3 separate regions of the Sus scrofa genome follow, and all the other regions are linked to region 3. The links are chromatin contacts, called in public HiChIP or PLAC-seq maps. All regions are on one chromosome and are shown on one strand. Each heading gives the region's core, a stretch centred on a gene start, on an enhancer-like site or on the middle of the called end of the contact. The rest is flanking DNA. Distances are from core to core; before and after follow the strand shown.

Evidence for each region. HiChIP or PLAC-seq counts read pairs in DNA pulled down with a chosen protein or histone mark.
Region 1: an H3K27ac HiChIP or PLAC-seq map of skeletal muscle shows a contact between it and region 3, with 9 times the contacts expected there. The contact joins two enhancer-like sites. A contact is called at or near these places in 2 of 47 Hi-C or Micro-C datasets (omental adipose tissue and skeletal muscle) and 2 of 2 datasets of contacts at active chromatin or transcription factors (alveolar macrophages and skeletal muscle).
Region 2: an H3K27ac HiChIP or PLAC-seq map of alveolar macrophages shows a contact between it and region 3. The contact joins two enhancer-like sites. A contact is called at or near these places in 2 of 47 Hi-C or Micro-C datasets (heart right ventricle and subcutaneous adipose tissue) and 2 of 2 datasets of contacts at active chromatin or transcription factors (alveolar macrophages and skeletal muscle).

Annotation. Positions count from the first base shown.
Region 1 is chr13:199,072,808-199,077,141 of Sscrofa11.1, reverse strand. No RefSeq gene overlaps it. Among named protein-coding and RNA genes, the nearest start is that of RUNX1, 440 kb to the right of the region's middle. Within about 2 kb of position 1,886, at least 20 of the 83 cell types and tissues checked have an H3K27ac peak or open chromatin away from gene starts, as enhancers often do. A contact at or near this core is called in alveolar macrophages and skeletal muscle, where this site is marked.
Region 2 is chr13:199,009,427-199,013,639 of Sscrofa11.1, reverse strand. No RefSeq gene overlaps it. Among named protein-coding and RNA genes, the nearest start is that of RUNX1, 380 kb to the right of the region's middle. Within about 2 kb of position 2,404, at least 7 of the 83 cell types and tissues checked have an H3K27ac peak or open chromatin away from gene starts, as enhancers often do. A contact at or near this core is called in alveolar macrophages and subcutaneous adipose tissue, where this site is marked.
Region 3 is chr13:198,468,756-198,473,143 of Sscrofa11.1, reverse strand. The region is part of intron 2 of RUNX1 (runt related transcription factor 1); the gene reads left to right. Among named protein-coding and RNA genes, the nearest start is that of RUNX1, 160 kb to the left of the region's middle. Within about 2 kb of position 1,598, at least 70 of the 83 cell types and tissues checked have an H3K27ac peak or open chromatin away from gene starts, as enhancers often do. A contact at or near this core is called in alveolar macrophages, skeletal muscle and subcutaneous adipose tissue, where this site is marked.

The DNA.
Region 1 (4,334 bases), core at 637-3,136, 600 kb before region 3:
AGCTTACTCTTGGTGGACAGGGATGGCAAATTGCCTGTGTGTCATGCTCAGCATGCAGGAGTACATGTACAAGGGGACTTTACTCGTGGGACATGGAATCCATTCGTCTTAATAGACTCACTGGACATTTTATCATCTTTAAATCTGTGGGATGGGCTATTCCTTTTGCGAGAAGATGACACAGCTTTAGGAAAACAGAGAAAGGAAAATGTAAAGCTTAGAAACATGTGTTGTGCCAGCCCAAGAACGGGTTTTGCAGCCCTGCTAGATGCAGACAAGTCCCTGGTGAGCCAGATCCAATGTCTGAAGCCTTGAGTAGGACTGCGGGATGAAAGCCTGTACCGTGTACTCCACCTATGGGTCTTGTGGGTCCCTCAGCCCTGGGTTTCCAACCCTCAGAGTCAGGAGGATGGCTAGACAAAGTAATGGCACTTCTCTCTCCCACTGACTGAGATTAAATGAAAGCAAGAGATTATGAAGCAATATTTGTGATTTTCTTTGTAATGAAATTCAGAGCATTTCTAAAGGTTCTATACTTCAGTATTTGCTCTGGGCAAAAAGAATAACCAAAAATAATAATGATACTACTACTACTAATTTGGAAGACGTCTTGGCGAGAATCTTGGCACGGCTGTGTGTGTGGCTGCTGGGTTTGCTGCAAAGATTCTATCGGAAACCTGCAGACAGTGGTTTGCCCCCAAAGAAGCCTTGTTGTGACTTACACAAAGAGCGGAGGCTTATTTTTCAATTCAGGGGAATTTTTCCAGGTTAAAAAAAAAAAAAAGAAGGTAAGCATATTTTAACTCTGCCTGATACAAAGGATAGGCTTCTTTTGACATTTATAACCTAAAAAAAAACAAACACAATTTTCAATTTATCATAAACTTAAAGGGAAATATTAGGCCATCTCTTTTGTAAGAGGCAACAAACAAAACAAAACAAAAACAAACAAAAAACAACCAACCAAACCTGAAAGGCCCAGTCAGAGTTTTGTCTCTTAATTTACATGCATTTTCTTCAGCAGAAACCACCTACAGATCCTAACCCAGGTACAAGGTTTCTAGAGCCAACATACCCTGCAGAGAGGTACTGGTCTTGAGTTAACATCTTAAATGGGCAGTGTCACCCATCTGCCTTGGAAGAAGCTTTCCTGATACATGAAACCACATTTTTGTATCAGTTCCCATGAAGACACGCAAACGACTGGAAGCTACATCCCATTTGCTGCAGAGGTTTTGCAATATCTCCTCCGTGGAGGGACTCTGTGGATTCGTGGGAGGGAAATAAAAGGAATGGAAGAAGTGTGGGAAGTTTGTGTTGGGAGAGGCTTGTCTAGCCCGGTAGTGATTAAAATATTATAAATTGTGTTTTGTCTGAGTGGCTCACATGGTTTTCGATGTTATTCCAGTTTAAGGTTGGTTGCTGATGGTGGACGTGGGAGGCAGAGAAGTCAGTGAAGTTCCTAAGATTACAAGGCAAGTGGCCCCCAATCTGGGTGCAGCTTGCCCTCCTTACTCATGAAATGTGCTTTTCCAGGTTGAGCCCAAGACTGTTCAGTGAAGAAGTTTCAGGAGTGGCTGCTTTGGGTGAATGTCAGGGTTTTGGCACTGACTGTGATGCTTTGGCATTGACTCTCTGCTGTGATCATTAACAGTCATGGGTTCAGTCTCTCCTGTTCTATGTGTGTTAACAAGATACAGAGGAAAAATTCACCTTGCTTGTGTTCAGGTTGTGTCCAAAAGGGCTGCAACAGGTCATGTAAACCTCTGGCCCGGGAGGAGTGGAATTTATCAAGAGGTGTTTCTGCAACTCAGAAGCTCTGTGCTTGTGACTGCCCAGCAGGCTGGCAGATGCTGCTGTTTGTCTGTGATGATGAGACCAGCAGCATGTGGTCTGTAATGCAGAGAAAACAGGAAATCCTCCTTCTTACCAAGCAGGCTGTGCAAAAGGGTCTTGCTCTCCTAAGCAATTTCTTTCTTTCTTTCCTTCTCAATCTGCTGCCCCTCCTTCCTCCCCAAGGCTTTAGTTTTGTGACTATAATAAGACCAGTATGGTTTAGATTAACTCTCAAACATTACTGTTCCAAAAAAAGAAGGTAAAATGATAATGGCAATCAAGAAAACATTTTGCAGTCTGGTAGTTTCTTGCAAAGTGAAACAGAGTCTTACCATGTGATCTGGCAATGGTGTTCCTTGGTGTTTACCCAAATGAGCTGAGAAACCTATGTTCACACAGATATTTATAGCAGCTCTATTCATAGTTACCAAAACTTGAAAGCATGTCCTTCAGCAAGTGAATGAATAGAGTGCTATATCCATACAATGGAATAGTATTCAGCAATAAAAATAAATGAAATATAAGCCACAAAAAGACACGGAGGAACCCTACATATGTATTGCTAAGTGAAAGAAACCCCTCTGAAAAGGCTAATACTATATGATTCCAACTCAATGACATTCTTGAGAAGGCAAACTGTTGAAAAAAAGACAAGCAAAATATCAGTGGTTGCCAGAGGTTGAGGGGAGGGAGGGAAGGGTGAGTGAATGGAGCACAAGGGGTTTTTAAGGCAGTGAAACTAATTCTGTATGATACTGTCACGGTGGGCATATAACACCAGACAACTGTCAAAACCCATAAAATATACAGCCCAAAGAATCAACACAAGTGTAACCTATGGACTTTCGTTAATAATAATGTAATATTTTTAGTTGTAACAAACATACCACACACTAATACAAGACGTGAATAAGAGGGGAATATCGTGGTGTGGGAAGGAGTCCATGGGAACGATCTGTACTTTTTGCTCAATTTTTTTGTGAACCTGAAACTGCTCTAAAAGTAGCTATTAATTTAAAAAGAACATTTTGAGAGGTGAAAGGTGGTCAATACAAATAGTCTTTTGCCAGGTGGAATGTGAGCAAGGGGCTCTGGGCCAGGAAGGCTTCTTGGAGGAGGTGCCATTTAAGCTGAGACCTGTACTCGTGGGATGGCAGGGTGTGTGAGGCAAGATCATGAAATCACGAGGCTGGAGCTTAGAGCGAGTGAAGGTGAGAGACTCTACGTGGATCTGGGACAGTAAGTTGGATGTTGAGCATATGGGAGCCTAGAGGACATGGGAAAATTTTCGGTTTTATCCTGAGTTGTAAGCAGGGAGGGCAGCACATTCCCAGACTGTGAGGACCATGTTGCGAGTGGCAGAGGACCTCAGATCTGAACTGGAAGTGGATGAATTCAAGGAGTCCAGGAATTTGAGGAAAACAATATTCCAGTTTGGGGGAAACAGCAGGATTCAGTCCCTGAAAGAATATGGATTTGGGGGGAACTCAGGCTGAGAGGTTTTATCAGAGTCATCTTGTGCTCAGGTGATCCTTATTGCACCTAAGATGCAAAATATGGCTGGATCATTGGTTTTGAATAACTTTTCTATTTTCTTTCTTTTTCTTTTTTTCTGCTTTTTAGGGCCACACCCACGGCCTATGGAGGGTCCCAGGCTAGGAGTCGAATTGGAACTACAAATGCCAGCCTACACCACAGCCACAGCAAGGCAGGATCCGAGCCACATCTGTGACCTAAACCACAGCTCATGGCAATGCTGGATCACTGACCGAGGCCAGGGATCGAACCCATAACCTCATGGATACTAATCCAATTCTTTTCCACTGCACCACAATTGGAACTCCTGAATAGCTTTTCTGATTGCTTTCTAATTTCCATATTTGAGTAGAAATTCTTTATCTATAGTAACAGTTGACCCCCACAGGGTGTAAATCAGAAGTCTAGAAAGAAACCTTATATTTAGGCGTTCCCATTGTGTCGCTGTAGGTTAAGGATCTGACGTCTTGTGAGCATACAGGTTCAAACCTTGGCTTTGATCAGTGAGTTAAGAATCCAATATTGTCACCAGCTATGGAATAGCATATGTCACAAGTGCAGCTGGGATCCAGTATTGCCATGGCTGTGGCACAGGCTGCAGGCGTAGCTCTGATTCTACCTCTGGCTCCAGGAACTTCCATATGCTGCAGGTGTGGCACTAAAAAGACAAACGAAGGAAGGGAGGAAGAAAGAAACCTGATGTCTACTTGTAGACACCAATTGCTTTAAAAAATTTTGGGAGTTTCTGTCGTGGCTCAGCAGAAACGAATCCAGCTAGGAGCCATGGGGTTGCAGGTTTAATCCCTGGCCTTGCTCAGTGGGTTAAGGATCTGGCATTGCCATGAGCTGTGGTGTAGGTCACAGAGGTGGCTCGGATCTGGCATTGCTGTGGCTACAGCTCTAATTAGACCCCTAGCCTGGGAACCTCCATATGCCATGGGTGCGGCCCTAAAAGGACGAAA
Region 2 (4,213 bases), core at 1,155-3,654, 540 kb before region 3:
GGAGGGGGAGGGAGCAGGATGGATTGGGAACTTGGGTTAACAGATGCAGATCATTGCCTTTGGAATGGATAATGGATAAGCAATGAGGTCCTGCTGTGTAGCGCTGGGAACTAAATCTAATCACTTATGATGGAGCATGATAATGTAAGAAAAAAGAATGTATACATGTATGTGTAACTGGGTCACCATTATGTACAGTAGAAAATTGACAGAACAGTGTAAACCAGCTATAATGAAAAAAATAAAAATCATTATATATGGAAAAAAGGATGCTTCTTTTTATTTCCAGTTGATGTGAAGAGTTAACTATGGAATAAAGGGCAGAAGGAAGAACTTAAGGTAATTCCATGTGGATCTCATTTCTGATAAGCAGTAGTTTCGGAGTAAATCAGACAGGCCTAAGTGCTGGTTTTTCCTCTTGACAATTTTAAGGCCACAGAACCACACACTATGCTAGTTCCCAGAAACAGAACCTGCAGTTTTGAATCAGCAAACAAACTGTAAACACTACCAGGTAAAGAAAGAGTCCAACTCTTTAGTCCCATTCTGTGGCCATCTCTAAATGAGAATGAGGAAGTAAGAATATCAAATGTGAAAAGGAGGTTGATTTAGACTATCCTCTGGTTCTGATGGAAAAGATTAATTAAAAGGTAACGGTGTTAGAATCTGCGATTTTCATGTTCTTGAAGAAAACTGTCATTTAGATTATTATGATATTTAGATGTCATTTCTTTTAAAAGTTTTGAATGTGTTTCTATAACTAAAAATGCACTTCAAGGATTTTGGAAATGATAAAGGTATTTATCATCAGCCCAGTTTACAAATAAGCCATGTGGAAATTTTATTTATTTATTTATTTATTTATTTTTGATCTAGAGACTCTGCAAAGGGTTTCTGGACAAAAACAGAAAATGCCCAATTATATTTTTGGATTTTTGATATATGTTTGTCCTTTTTTTTTTTTGCTTTTTAGGGATTCACTCATGTCATATAGTGGTTCCCAGGCTAGGGGTCGAATCAGAGCTATAGCTGCTGGACTACACCACAGTCACAACAATGACAGATCCAAGCCACATCTGTGACCTACACCACAGCTCATGGCAATGCCAGATCCTTAATCCACCGATCAAGGCCAGGGATTGAACCTCCGTCCTCATGGATCTGATCATAGATTCGTTTCCACTGAGCCATTATGGGAACTCCCTGATATATAATTTTTTATTACAAGTATGTCCAAATGTTGCAGGGGACCTACTAGAAAAATTATTCAATATTGATCTAAAATGTAATTTTAACTGAGTGTCCTGTATTTTTATTTGCTCCGTCTGGCTACCCTCTTTTGGAAAAAATCAAGTGGAATATTAGTCACTTAGTCTTTCAGAGACTACATGCCCCCATCCCTTCCAGGAAGCTTCTTTGTGGTCTGATCACTCTGCAAGCATTTCTTTCAGCCTACTCCGCATCTTTGCTGGGATGGCACACGTGTCCGTCACACTGCTTCTCAAACTGTGAAGTGCTTGCAGATCCCTGGGGCACCATGTTAGAACCCAGATTCTGACTGGGAAGGTCTGGGGTGGAGCCTGAGAATCTCCATGGTAACAACTCCCAGGTAATGCCTGGGCTGCTGTTACAAGGAAACCCCTAGCCTCCTGTCCTCATTTTTAACTAGACATAAACAAAACCATCATTAAAATGTTTTATGTACACTTAACTTCTTTCAGATTCTTTGTTCTGTTTTTTTGGGTTTTTTAAAAGCCAGAAAATGTTCAATGTTACATCTTTTGTTAACGGAAGAAAACTGTCTTAGACTGTGAGAAAGTTCTGGAAAAGCACATGTTCCAGGAACGGGTCATTAGATTGTTCATCCGTTCATATTTCTGGATGGATCAGAAGTCTCATTAGAAAAATCACATGGTTGTACTTGGTTAACAGGCCATCCCAGGCACCAAGTTCCAAAGTGTGTCGGTTACCAAGCGTGAAAAGCCTGCTGGAAGTAATGTTTTTCTATTACACTGAACTCTGTTAGGGGGAAGCATGTTGAAATGATTTCAACATCTGCATATAAAGGCTCAAAAATCCTTTTAAAATGAAAATCCCAGATTAACAGCTGAAGTTATTTGTTGCCAGGTATTTTGAGCCTTCCAATGGCAAAACCCAAATTAAGGAGGGGGCGATCCTTGTCAGTCAGGAGGGCACTTAGGATTCTTACCAGGGCTCATGCCTAATTCCCATCACCTGGCCACCATGGAGTGGGCTTTGTGCCTTCTGTGGATGCAAATAGTGTCGGATTAAATGGTCCCCGTGTTGGAAGCATCTTGTCTGTTCCTGACCCCCTGCAACCACCATGCTGAGAGTCAGGCAGCGCAGGACGTGTTGACAGGCTGTGAGTCTGCTTCTTCTCCGGGTGTCTGATGTGGCTTCTGTGTCAGACACGGGGCAGACAGAGAGGGGGAGGAAGCTGGCTGGGAGGGGCAGGGGGACGGGAAAGACTGCTAGACAACTTTTTCTGGCAGCAGCTTGGCTGTTTAAACTTTTGCCATCAGAGGGAATTTTAAGAAATGGACTCAACTAAAGAATGAGTTGAAAATGTGCTTCCTTTGAGAAAGTTGAATGCCACCTCCTTAGAGAATCTTTAGGCTGGATGTGGAGATGGTTTGATTCTGCCTTTTGGGAATCCCGAAGACCCATCTAAGGAGGAAGGTGTCTCAGTCTTCTGAAGGCACAGAAACCCACGCAGTAATCAAAAAATGTGCAGAAGGGACAGTTAAAAGATTGTCTCCAAAGTTAGATACTAGTGTTATATCAATGATCATTTCCTGATTTTGCTGATTGCACTGAACTTATGTAAGAGAATGTCCTTCTTAGGAAATGGGCACTGAACTATTTGGTAAAGAGGCATCTTGTCTGCAATTTACTCTCATATGATCCTTAAGATAGAAAATGACAAAACAAAACTGATAAAATGGTGAGAGTTGGGAAATGTAATGAAGGTATAAAGGAGTCGCTTTGCGCAATTTTTGTAATTTTTTATGTAAGTTTGAAATGATTTCAAAATGAAGGGTTTTGCTAAAAAGAAAGGATCTCCTTAGAATAATGCTGCCTAACCCAGTCTCTGGCACTGTGTCCTGCCTGCCTCAAATATCCAGAGTGGCTACTTATCTTCACAGCAAATGCTGAGCCTGGCTGTCCCTTGGGGACACCCCCAAGGCTTTGTGTCATTGTTCCCCCACTGGCTAGCAAGGTCTGGGGCCAGGAGATCTCTTTCTGGAGTCTTAGAACTGAACACAAAACTGCTTTAGTCAGTGAACATTGATTTTTCTGATGAGGCTCTACCTACCTTTTAGTTGAGATTAGCTTATGGAAAGTGGAAATCTCTAGGCAACATATGGCTCAGAGTGTTACCTAAATGTGTGTGTGTGTGTGTGTGTGTGTGTGTGTGTGTGTGTGTGTGTGTGTGTGTGTGTGTGTACTCCAGGCTAGCGCCCTTCATTTCAGGGCAGGGTTCACGCGTGCATCTCTACGTGGAGGCTCACTGCTAGACTGTATACAATTCCTGCATGGAGAACACAGCATCCTTAAAGCACTTTGTTTCTCCAGAATGAGCTCTGAACCACCAAGAGGATAGGTGACACGTTGGTAAGCAACTTAAAATGGCAAAAAAGGAATTAATTCCCAGTTTTTACCAGTTTGATGTCTTTCCATAATCCCAAGCAAGATACCTTTTTTTCCCTCCTTTCTCAGTAACAAGATTCTCAAAAATCCTTGGTTTTAGTCCCTAACCAATTTATCAACATTTTTTCTTTGAATGCTAAGATATTTTTTTTAAGTTTGTAATATTAACTACTTCATAAAGGGAGACTCCTCCCCAAGCACATTTCCTCAGAATATCCAAGTGGTCCAAGTATTTTTTTTCCCCTTTCTCACCAGAATTGAGGTGGCCAAAATCAATCATCTTTGGGAATCTTTAACCTTAGAGACCTGTAAGAGCATGTAAACTCTCCAATACCGATGGACCAAAGGCTGTCCTTTCTTTGGGGTGGAACATTTTAATTTGGTTTAGAGTTGATTTTTTTTTTTCTTTTCGCTTTTAGGGCTACATATGTGGCATATGGAGTTTCCCAGCCTAGGGGTCGAATCGGAGCTATAGCTGCCAGCCTACATCACAGCCACAGCCCAGCAATGCAGGATCTGAGCTGCATCTGTGACCTACACC
Region 3 (4,388 bases), core at 349-2,848:
CCTCATGCAGCAAATTTGAATCTGTCACATAGCATCCGCCCAACATACTGTTTCGTTGTATTTTTTTCTACTGTAATATAACAGAAGTAAAATTTAGCATTATTCCATGGGAACGACAGGAATGTTTCTAGCAATGTTTCCTTCCCTTTTCTCTCACAAAGGCAGAGGAAGGAAAATTCTATATTGCCGCTTAAATGAGCGCTCTTGGTGGAAATGAATTCTCCTACATGACGTTACTGAACTTCATAAGTTGGGTAAAAAGCCCTTCAGACCAAGGGGTTCCCGGCACCCCTTAGCTGAGTCGCATGCTGCCTGCTTTCCATCCATTTTAGTTCCTCGACGAAGAGGGGCCGTGGTTTTTGTTTCTGGTTTTCAAGCTTGCACCGCACAACGCAGTTACAGCCGGCGCGCGATCGCTGGAACCCCCAATGCCCGATTTAGAATAAACCAGCAAAAGCCTTCCTTGCCATTACCGTCCTTGTCAGCGTTCAAACTAGGGATTTATTGGTTGAGATTCCGGGTTGAGCAGCGCCCACGATGCTGCCCTCGAAAGGCTAAACTTGGTGCATCTATCGTACCTCCTCTTTTACTAAGGTAACTTGATCCTCGCGCGGGAGACCGCAGCGCGGGGTGCGCCCCGCAGCCCCTCGCGGGGTTTAGGGTTTCAAGCAAACGGTCGCAGCCCCACTTGAGCCTCCTCTGACCTTTCCGAGCGGCAGATTACCCCAGATCGCTCTATCTCCCCAAGCAGAGCCCATTTTTGCCTGTTGCACACACCCGAGTCGCACCCCACCCCGTCCCCGGGCGCTACAGGGATGTGCTGGAAGGCGGCCCCCAGGAGCTCTTGGTCGGTTCTTAGGAAAGTGCACTTGAGCCGAAGCAGAAAGGTTTCACTCTGCCCGAACTCGCCTCCAGATCCGGCAGCCCCGAGCCGGGACGCAGAGATGGTGGCCCCGGGCAGGAGGGCCGGCAGACGGGGAGGTTTGGTGACTAAGTAGTTATTTGCAATTGCTCGGCCAAGGTGGGACGTCTGGGATCTTTACACCTGAAATGGGGCTTCTTCAAAATAATCTCTAAAGAGAAATACAAAGGAGTTTTCTAAAACCCCAGGCCCATTAAAACAAAATGCGTCTGGGTGCTGGGAGATCCGGAGCGTCCCATGTTTCCTAGAGCAAGAGGAGCGAGGGGATCGGCCCACGTGGGGAGAAGCGAGACTGGACGGACGGAGTCATGGTCTCAGGCTGGGCGAGGGCGCCCGGGATGCGGCACCGACGGCCTGGAACACGCCAACGCCGGCGCCGGGCAAAGGGGTTTCGGGTAGACCTAGATGCGCTTCAGTCTGGAAGTCCGGGACCTCCCTGCCCGAGTAAGGGGTTCCCAGGCCCGCAGCGCCGCCGCCAGGAGAGCGGGGGCGGGCATGCAGCAGCGCAGTCTGCCTAGAGCACCCGTTTCCTGTCGTTTCTTCCCCAACTGAAGTTCTTACAGAAGAGACCCAAAGGCCGCGAGAAGGCCAGCGGAACCCCGCGCCGTCGGGGGCGTTCCCCAGCGCACTGCGCGGCAGCGAGGAGCCCGAGGCGGCGAGCGAGGAGGCCTGCTGCCCCCTGGCGTCCGCCCCGAGCCCGCAGCCCGCAGAGCCTCCAGGCCGCTCTGCGAAGCCCTCCCGGCCTCTCTGGGCCTGGAGCAAAGAAAGTCACTTCGGCGCCCGGAAAGGCCTCCTCGGATGGCCCGCTACAGCCGCCGGTCTCCTGCAGGCCCCAGCGGCGGAGCCCGAGGAGAGTCCTCAGCGGCGTCGCCCTAGTACCCCAGCCGCGGGCCGGCAAGGGGATAGAGGCGGAGGGAGGGAGGGACCCCCGCCTAGGGACGTCGACGTGGAGGGCTCGGTGCTAGGGGGGAGCGGGTGAGCGCCCTCCCCCGGGGGGAGAGATGGGGTGGGCTCTGTGGGGAAGGTGCAGCCCGGCGGCTGGGCGGGGGCGGGGCCCCCTAAGCTCTGCGAAAATGCCCGTGGCGCCGGGGGGACGGGAGCGGGGGAAGTTCCCGCCAGCGCGCAAAGCCAGGGTGGGTTCAGCACCCGCTGCAGCTCGCGGGCGGAGGCGGGGAGCGGAGCCGGGGCTGTTTCCGGGGAGAGGGAGGTGGGTGCGGGGCGCGGGCGACGTGGGCCTAGCCAAGGAGCAGACGCTCCGTTAACGGGGAGCGAGCCAAGCGGATGCTTTCAACTTTCTTTTCGGTTGCTTGTTTTGGGGGGTCTTTTCTGACCGCTAAGCACACTCAGCCTGAGTGCGGCGCAATGGGTAATTAAGCCGCAGCCCAGCCGCGGCGAAAAACGCCCAATTATAGCAAATAAACCAAGAGATAAAACTCAAAAAACACAAAAACCATGTTGTGGAGACCAACACCGCCTGGCCTCACTAAATGAATCAGCTCCAATTCGCCGCAGTTGCCAGTCAGGCCGTGGGGGCACGCCGAGCTGGGCCGCTGGGCTTTCCGCCCTCCGGCTCCCTGGCCCCCTCGGGGCCGAATCCCACCCACGTTGGGGAAGTAAAGGCTCAGCAGTGGGCTGCCGCGCAGGGCGTGGGCCGTCCGGGCGCTCCGGCCTGGTTTTGGGAGGCTTGCGACGGCCGCTGCCCCGCACCCTCCATGGCTCGCGGAGCGCCTCCCTCCGGCAGATCTGCGGCCCGGGTCGCTCCAGGCGCTGCGCGCGGCCCGATTCCTCCCTAGGCTGGCCGGCCTCCTTTTCTCCACGACCTCGCTCTCCGAACCGCAGCCGCCAGTGCCGCCGCCGCGCACTACAGCCCTAGATCTGGCAGCTGCGCAACCCTGAGCGTGTGCAAAGCCGCAGGGTCGCCGTCCGCACCGGGGCGGGGCCTCGGGCGAGCGTGGGAGCGTGTGCGTGTGTGTGCGTGGATGCAGATACGCGCGGGGAGCGAGGGGCGGTGGACTCTCCACCCTGGCTGCGTACAGTAGCGCGCGGCGGCGGCAGCGGGGGCGCGCGGGCCAATTCCAGGAGCCCGCGGCCGTGAGCCGCGCCCTGGCTGATACCGGAAAGGCCTGTGATTGGCCCGCGGCCGCCCCTATGCAAACGAGCTGAGGGAATGGAATTCCTCGGGCCGGGCTTACAGTAAAAGCACGTTCATTTCCAGGCACTCTCATTCATAGAGCCAGCGGGCGCAGGCGGGACGGGCGCCCTGCGGCCGGACCCAGCCAGGGCACCACGCTGCCCGGCCCTGCGCCGGCAGGCATCTCTTCTTGGGGCTCCTGGGGACGCCAGAAGAAAATCAATCTTTGCTGTTTCTTTTTGACCCGCGTTGGAGCTTCGATTTTTTTCCCCCCTTTCTTTCTTTCTTTCTTACTTTTGAATGAACTGGTTTCTTGGCTGGATGGTTCAACTTCTTTCCTGGCTGTGAACTTTTCCCCGGTTGTTTTCTTTGACAACCGCTGGAGAAAGTGCGCTGTGCTTCGAGGCGAGTGATGAAGTTGGGAATGCGTGGCAGTGTGTGCGTGCTTGTGTAACTCGAGCCGCCCCGTCTGTTTCGATCTGCGCTGCGGAGCCTCCTCTCAGGGCCCTCTCCACCTGCTGCGGTTACGCGGTGATCGTGGGTATTAGCGCGTCCAGGCAGTTAACTGGCCCGCGCTGGGGCTACGTTGGAGGAAGATTGCCTCGCTACAGCCCAAGTCGGGGCTGACTCAACGAGTCGATGTAGACAGCGGCTGGCTTCCGAAGAGTGCGTGCCTGCGTGCGTGTGACTCGGCCTCTGCTCGACTCCCACCAAACCACAGGATCAGCCACAAACTTAACCAACATCCCCAAACCCGAGTTCTCAGATGTGGAGAGCTGAACCCTGAGTGTCATCGACTTGGAATTTTTTTTTTTTTTTAAGATTAGCTTTTCTTTGAAAAGCATAATTTTCTGAACTGAACATTTTGCCAGAATTTATTGAGAGAACATGACAAGTACTTCTAGCACAGCCCTTCTGCAACTACTGAAGTTGATTTTCAAGGCTACTTAAAAAACAACAAAAACCCTGCAGCGAACATTAATGGATTTCTGTTGTGTTTAAATTCTCTACAGATTGTATTGTAAATATTTTATGAAGTAGAGCATATGTATATATTTATATATATGTGTGCACATACATTAGAAGCAAGACCTTTGGAAGTCTCAGCTCTCGCCTTTGAGGACGGAAGCTAGTTTTGCATGATAAAAAGTGTCTCTGTATTTGGAAGACACTTGTGTATTTTGTGTTGTTTGACTTTAGACAAAACTTATCTGGAAAAAGAAAAAAAAACTGACAGGCAATTAACCACTGGAACTTACAAATTATGTGTTTGCTGGTTCTTGTGCACTCCGCATAAATATTTTAGGAAGTGTATGGGAATTTTGCCTCCAGGAA